Regions from separate parts of the Mus musculus genome. Here region 1 is linked to region 2. The links are chromatin contacts, called in public HiChIP or PLAC-seq maps. All regions are on one chromosome and are shown on one strand. The core of a region is the stretch at or near the end of the contact, and the rest is flanking DNA. Distances in the headings are between cores, read along the strand shown. Region 1 has its middle 13 kb from the start of Cd300a. Region 2 holds the start of Cd300lb (CD300 molecule like family member B).

Region 1 (3,852 bases), core at 273-2,772, 57 kb after region 2:
ACCAGATCACCAAAATTCTCTCCACAGAAGGCAGGGGTCCCTAGAGGGAGGGTTTCACATGACAAAAATGTCTGAGCTTGTGGAACCTGGTGTACCAGCTACACCTTAGAACTACCGACAGGGCCAAGAGGCTAGTTCTAAAAATGGATAAACCAAAAAATAAATGAAAAGGGATAGAAGGCTTAGCCTAGGCTTTTGGGGTTTGTTTGACATGGTCTCACTATGTATTCCTGCCTAGTCTGCAATTTAATTTGTAGACCAGGCTGGTCTCACACTCACATAATTGCACCTGACTTTGCCTCCTGAGCGCTGGGATTAAAGATCTGCACCACCACACCCAGCATAGCCTAGGATTTTTAATCCCACCTGGTTTTGAATAAGCTGTGTGACCTTGGCTGAGTCTCTAACCTTGCTGAACCTTAGCTTTTCCTTCTACAGTAATGAGGCTCTGTCTATAGTAACCATAGTCCAGAAGGGTTTCTGGTTATTGCTATCTCTATTGCCTTTTTTATTTATAATTATTTAGTACGTGTGGTATGTACAGGTATGTATGGTCATGTGCATGTGTATGCAGGTGCATGTGCGTGTGCATGTGTGTGTGTGTGTGTGTCTTAGTGGGCTTTGCCATCTGTAATCTCAGGATTTTCCACCTGTCCACTTTGTTCGCTAAAATCACAATTCTGAGACTTGTTAAATATTTACAAATACCTAGACCAAAGCTGTACATGCTCTCTAACTAGCTCCTAACTGAATAACCCACTTATCCCATTCTATGTAAAGCACATGCCCAGTTAGTTACCTCTGCTCAGGTTCCACGCGTCTGTCCTCCTTAGGGTTGCCCGGGGCAAATCCTCCCACAAGCTTCTATTCCAGAACCCTTTCTTCCGACCGGAACTTCCACCTCCTATTTCCTGCCTCAGCTATAGGCCAATCGGCTCTTTATTGACAGGTGATCGCTTTTTCACATTGCATAAGATATCATCTCTCTGTATTTGTTTGCTTGCTTGCTTGCTTGCTTGCTTGCTTGCTTGCTTGTTTGAGACAGGGTTTCTCTGTGTAGCCTTGGCTGTCCTGGAACTCGCTCTGTAGGCTAGGTTGGCCTCGAACTCACAGAGTTCTACCTGCTTTTGCCTCGTGAATGCTGAGCTCCAAGGTTTGTGCCACCACGGATGGGCTACCATACCTATGTTTTTATGTGGGTTCTGGGGATGAAGCTTGGATTTTTCACGCTTGTTTGGTGAGCACTTTAGCAGCTGGGTCATCTCCTAACCCCCTCCATGGCCTTCAGTGCATAGCCCCTCCCCCCATGTTTACAGAGGTATGTGCAGTTGATCACAGTGAATGCCTCACCTTACCTGTTCAAAGTGGGCGGAGCCTCCTCCTTCCCCTCACTCTCTTGACCATCTGACCCCACACTTGGACACCAAGCCAAACAGCATTGCCAGGACACATCCCTGCAGGTCCACTGATCTAGCCTGAATCTGTGTGCCTCCACCAGGTGGCACTTGATACCCAACCTTGCTTATTTGTTTAACAAATGTTTCATGACTTCCCCTGTTATGCCAGGCTCTGGGCCCAAAGATGGGATCAGGATGGTGGAGATAAAAATACAGCAACTTCTCTTTTCCAGGAGTCCGCGGTGCAGTAGGAAACAAGTAAACAAAGACAAGGGGGAGGAAATATTGCCTTAAAAGGTGAAAATTGCTGCTAAAATCAGAGCCCAGATCCCAGTCACCCAGTGAGTCACCAACTATGGCTTTCCATCTATGTGACACAGGAGAGTGGCAGGCAAGTGACCCAGAGGTGCTAGACCCCAGCCCTGCACCTTTGCCCTATTTGATCTCTGTCCCTTGAGGAACTCTAGAGGAGAATAAACAGGATCTCTTGAAGATTGCAGAGGAGGGGCTGGGGCTGTAGCTTAGCTGTAGACTGCTTGCCTGGGGTGCACAGCACACTAGCTCCCATCCTGGACACTACATACACTGGGAATGTCAGTACACACTGCTAATCCCAGCACTCGGGAGATGGAAGCCAAAAGATCAGACGTTTCCAGGTCATCCTTGCATCCATGGCTACACATAATGAGTTCCAGGCCAGCCTGGGATGCTTAAGACCCTGTCTCATTAATTAATTAATTAATTAAAAAAACTCAGGGTGTTCCTACATGGGATGTGTCTGAAAGAGGCAGCATACAGCCTTAGGTTGTCTGGCCCTTTTTTACAAATGAACCCTGCACCCTACTCTCAAAGATGAGCCCTTTGTAAAGGCTTCCTGTAACTTTGTTATTGAGGTTTTTTTTTTTAAGGTGTGTGTGTGAGTGTGTGTGTGTGTGTGTGTGTGTGTGTGTGTGTGTGTGTGTGTGTGCATGCGTGTGTATACCAGAACCTTCAAAGACTAGGTGATCCGGCATCAGATCACATGGAGCCGGAGTTACAGGTGGTCTCGAGACCTGCTGTGGGACCTGAGAACCAGACACCTCCAAGAGCAATCTTAACTGTTGAGTCAGCCTTCCTCAGCCCGCCTCCTCTTCTCTGAGACAGTGGCCCATCCCACCGTGTCCTCTGCAGGAGCTGCAAGTGAGCTATTCATTTCCCCAGCCCCAAGCACCCAAGCTGCCCTTCCCCCTGACCTGAGCTCAGTTCCCCGCACCCACAGTAGGTGGTTTACAACCACCTGTAACTCCAGTTCCAGGGAGTCCAAAATAATAAAACCTCTTTTTAAAACTGGTGATTTAGAGCTGGGGTGGGGGGTTGTGCCCTTGCCTCACAGGTTCAAGACCTTGCCTTCTACACCCCCTCCAAGCCCACCCCACCCCCGGCACTGCAGTAAATTAGGAAATCAAATTCATGGTTTATTTTCCACAGTGAAAATAGAGAAAGAAAGGGGTGGAAAGAAAGACCGGGTAGAAAAAACAGCAAGGCAGTAAAAGTCTCTGCCTCCTCTGCCTGGCAACACACACACACACACACACACACACACACACGAACCTGAACTTTATTTCCCCAACTTTCTTATCAGAGTCCCTCTATGCAAATAAGGGCATCTGGATATGGGGGGTGTTGGTATAAGCGGGCTACTAAAACCATCTGCTTTGAGTCTGTGATTGGTTTCTCCTGAAAAGTTCTTTGCATGTGGGGTAGAGTTCCGGACCTATAGCATCCTGCCCCCGTGTCCCCATCCCTGCTCGCCGAGCATTCCCTCTAGGCATCTGGTGCAGGGGCTGGTTAGGGAATCTGCCCGGGCTACGGGGGTGTGTGTGTGTGTGTGTGTGTGTGTGTGTGTGTGTGTGTGTGTTGGGTCCATTTATCCCTCTGAGAGTCACAAGACAGAGGGCTGTGCTCAGTCAAGTGTAGCCTGCCCCCTGCTGTGACCTGCAGCTGGGCACCTGCTACCCAGACTCTCCCTTGACCTTGGGCCCTGACTGTGGGTCTCTGGTGGCCCAGATCCCCTGCTGTTTGTGTACAGCAAACAGACTGGTCTGGCTGGCATTCTCGTCCCAAGACAGCTCAGCTCACCAGGCAGTAAGTAGTGAGCTGGCCGTCACTTGTTGCCTGTGCTCCTCCCCAGAGAAGCAGCCCAGAAAGCAAACAAAATCTGGGACTATGTGGATTCCCAGGGTCCGGGTAAGGTTGGCTGAGGCCCCTGTAATTCCCTAGGGAACCAACCCATGGGTTGGATAATGAATTCTAACCAACATTTGTCACATCCCCAGGCATTTTTGATTGTCACAACCTGGGACCTGGAGATCCTGGTATCTAGCCGATAGAGGGTCCCACTTAGCATCTACCACACACTGTTCCCAACAAAAGAATATCTTCTTTCCCTAATGTCAGTAGTGACTGTCCCCTGAAG
Region 2 (3,691 bases), core at 583-3,082:
GTGAAATGAGCCAAATCAAAGAATAAAGGCAGGTTTGTTGGGTGCAGCTCTCAGGCAGGTTCACTGGTCCCAAGAAAGTCACCATGAGAAGGGAGACAGAGGGACGGGGAGGGGCCATAGAAAGAGAGAAAGAGCATGTGCAGGTAGGGAGAGGAAATGCAGAGAGAGGGAGAGGAGGGAGACCAAAATGTCTGGATTGTATAGGGAAGAGCTCCTGGGGAGGGGAAGCCCAGCCCCTGGGATGAAAAGCTCACAGAGAAGGTGGGGTATGCTGGCCATGCCCTATAACAGGCAGAGACTGAGGGGTGCTAGGAGAACTTGGGGGCCAGGTCCACTCTGGTATATTAACTATGCACCTCAGCTGCTTGTCCCAGGTCTGAAACCCAACAGAATCCATGGGTCTGCCACTGCTGAGGGCCAGGTCTAGATCCATGATCCTGCTGTAGCTGGGGGTTGTGTTGATGTCTGTGGCCCATGGTCTGTGCTGTTACCTGAGGCCATGTTGATGTTGGAGGGCCATGCTGACACCTGCAGCCACGTTGATGCCCTTGGCCTGTGCTGCTGGCAGGGCTATGATGGTGTCCATACCCTATGCTGTGGCAGAGGGTCATGTTGATGTCTGGGGTCTGTACTGCCACTGGAGACTGTGTGGATGTCTGTGGTCCATGCCATTGCCAGAAGCCATGTGGAAGTCCATGATCCCTGCTTCCATTGACTGTGAAGGGCAAGAAAGCTACTCTTTCAGTGGTATCAATGGCTGAAGACTCATTGAGAAAGTGTGACATAGAAAGAGTCTGTGACAAATCCTACCTCTACCACACCCCTCAAAAAAGTAACAGTTTAGACAGAATGGCATTGAAAAGAAGTCTTAAAAACTGTGATGAGGATGTGGAACTGTAGTTCTCACAATTGATGGCCTCAGCTGGGGTACAAACAGAGAAGGACTCAATTTTCTTTAAGGGGCTGGCCACTGGGAGTGTGACCATGTTCCAATGAGTGTAAGTTGTTTTCTTACTTTCTTTCTCTCTGTCTGTCTCCTCCTCCTCCTCCTCCTCCTCCTCCTCCTCCTTTCTCTTCTGCCTCCTCTTCTTATTCTTTCTTCTCCTCCTCCTCTTTATCCCCCTCCTCTTCCTTCATTTTGCAGGAAAGGTCACAAGAGTGAGGGGCAGACCTGAGAAGACTGGGAATTAAGCTTGATCAGGGTTTATGATGTGAAATTCCCAAATCATCAATAAAAATATTTTGGAAAAACGAACAAAACTGCCATATCAAGACAATTTATAGACGAGATGATTGATTTGGGCTTCTGTTTCTGAGGGATTAGAGTCGATCATGGTAGGGAATCCTGACAGCAGGCAGCAGACACAAAACAGGTGAGAGCGCAAGTAGGGTGCAGAGAGAGGCTACTGGGAATGCCAGGAGGCTTTGAAACCTCAAAGTGACATACTTCCTCCAGCAGGGCCATATCTCCTAAAGCTACCCAAGGAACATCATCTACTGGGGATTAAATATCCAATGCCAGGTGTGCTGAGCACAGCCCACTAACACGAGCTGAGACTCTCAGCTGCTGGGCCCATCATTATAGCATAGAACCTTTCTGGATCCAATATCCAGAGTGCTCTACCCCTTAACCCAAGACCAGATTGTCCAGACTTCCCCACCACTGGTCTACAGGCTTCCCTCCTTTGCCTCTGCTTGCCCTGCACAGTTCCCTGGCCTCCTCGTTTCTACTGAGTGACCCAGCTCTGGCATTAACTGATGTCTCTTGTGCTGAGTAACTGACGGCAGGAAACACCCACGCTATAAAAGGAAGCTTATGAGTAAGACACTCAGAGGCAACCTGGACAAACAGAACGAGTCAGCTGAGATCTCCAGGGCTTTGGGTATCCCGCTGAGATTTGGATTTGCTGCTGGCTGTTCATCAAGGAGTGCAGCAAAGTGGGAAGGCAGGACCATGTGGCTGTCCCCAGCTTTGCTTCTTCTCAGTTTTCCAGGTATGTTCAGCTACGGCCTGGGGGGCTTGGGACTGCAGGTGTAGAGTGGCAATAGAGGGCTCTGTCCCAGGTTTAAGGAGAGCTGCCACCTTCAGGGAAATGTGGGGTAGCTCTGTAGCTTCATTCAGCAAAAGGACGCTGGGCTCTACACTGTGCCAGGCATGGGTCAGGACCTGGGGACGTGAAGGGAAAGGAGAAATGGAGGTGACCATTAAAGGAGATTCCAGATGCTCTTGTAGGTGAGACATGCAGGAAGAAGCACAAGAAAAAAGAGCTCAGGGGAAAGAGCTGGTACCACGGAGGGAGCTACAGAAAGCTCTCCTGAGCCAGCTCCTTCCATACCTCAGAAGGAAGCAGATCTTTACAGCCCTTGCAGCAAGCAGAACATGCACTCCGGGGAGAGGGCATGGCTTGGGGGAAGGACTTACAGGCTTAGAGCAGCTGCCACACCCATGCAAAGGGAGCACTCAGTGGACAGGTCACTGAGGGGACACTGGCTAAATGTGAGTTTGCAACTGCATAAAGGTAAAACGAGGGACAATAGCGGGTGCCTGTACCACTGGGCTTGTGTCTGAGATCCAGGCCCCCCAACTAGCTGCCTGCACTCTAAACCTCAACACCGGGCTTTCCTAGACGCCAAGCAGGCCAAGAGTGAGCTCTGCCATGGCTTGCACACAAGTAGAGCAATGCTCACTAGTATACTCAAAGGCTGCACATCTACACACAGTCCGTACATCTACACACTCTGTCCGTACCTCCAGGATCACCCGCTCACATTCACACTCTTTGATTGGTTGGTTGGTTGGTTGGTTAGTTTTGGGGAGTTTTGTTTGCTTGTTTGTTGTTTTGTGGGATTTGGTGGGGATGGGTTTTTTGGTTTGGGGGGTGTTTTTTGTTTTTGTTTTTTAGTTTTTTAGCAATGGAAACAAAAACACACCTAAAAGTGAAGCTTTTGGAAAAAAAAATTGTTCTTCCCTGTCTTTTATTGGTCCTCAAATTTGACCTTGGCCTCCCCAGGCCTTGTGTTTCAGAGCTGAGCCTCTGAAGGCACCCTTGTTGACAACAGTTTCATTCAAGAGGATATCCACAGAGTCCCTCGTGGGTATGGGCTGTAGCTGTAAATTTTCACAAAGGACTTGATCTTGGATCTCTTGGCGATCTTCTTCTTGCCCATGGCAGCTGTCACTTTTAGTGATCAATTCTAGTCACCAGGGCATGTCTATAAGGACCGTCTGGTGTGCGTCCATCATCAATGTTCCTCATGATGACAGCTTTGCGTCCTGAGTAACATCTAGCCAGGACTGGCACCACTTTCCCTGGTTTTGTGAACTTGCCCATTTCGACAGCAAGCAGCCAGCGCCCAGCAAAAAGGAGTATTCACACTCTTAAGAAGCCATAAGCTGAGACCATTCACAAAAAGGATTTTATTCTTTTGGTTTATTATATATGTATGGGTGTTCTACCTGTGTGTATGTAAGTGTACATACCATGTGTGTGCTTGGTACCTACAGAATCTAGAAAGAGGTTATTGGATCCCCTGAAACTGGAGTTATGGATGGTTGCAAATTACCATGTTAGAGCTGGGAATTGAACCTGGATGCTCTACTAGAACAGCCAGTACATTTTGTTTTGTTTTGTTTTGTTTGTTTTTTGGGGGTTGTTGTTGTTGTTTTGTTTTGCTTTTGGTTTTTTTCTGA

The links. HiChIP or PLAC-seq counts read pairs in DNA pulled down with a chosen protein or histone mark.
Region 1: a contact with region 2 is called in an HNF4G HiChIP or PLAC-seq map of pancreatic cancer cells. The contact joins the enhancer-like site here to the promoter of Cd300lb in region 2. A contact is called at or near these places in 3 of 39 promoter capture datasets (the C10 cell line, embryonic stem cells and macrophages), 2 of 484 Hi-C or Micro-C datasets (the AML12 cell line and peritoneal macrophages), 5 of 115 datasets of contacts at active chromatin or transcription factors (the HPC-7 cell line, bone marrow-derived macrophages, double positive thymocytes and 2 more) and 3 of 9 other capture datasets (adipose tissue, liver and pancreatic islet).

The regions. Positions count from the first base shown.
Region 1 is chr11:114,875,016-114,878,867 of GRCm38.p6, reverse strand. No RefSeq gene overlaps it. Among named protein-coding and RNA genes, the nearest start is that of Cd300a, 13 kb to the left of the region's middle. Within about 2 kb of position 1,522, at least 51 of the 459 cell types and tissues checked have an H3K27ac peak or open chromatin away from gene starts, as enhancers often do. A contact at or near this core is called in the AML12 cell line, adipose tissue, bone marrow-derived macrophages and 1 more, where this site is marked.
Region 2 is chr11:114,932,512-114,936,202 of GRCm38.p6, reverse strand. It overlaps Cd300lb (CD300 molecule like family member B), which reads left to right and starts at 1,832. Exons shown (of 4, transcript NM_199221.3): 1 at 1,832-1,994. The coding sequence starts at 1,955. It also overlaps the pseudogene Gm11699.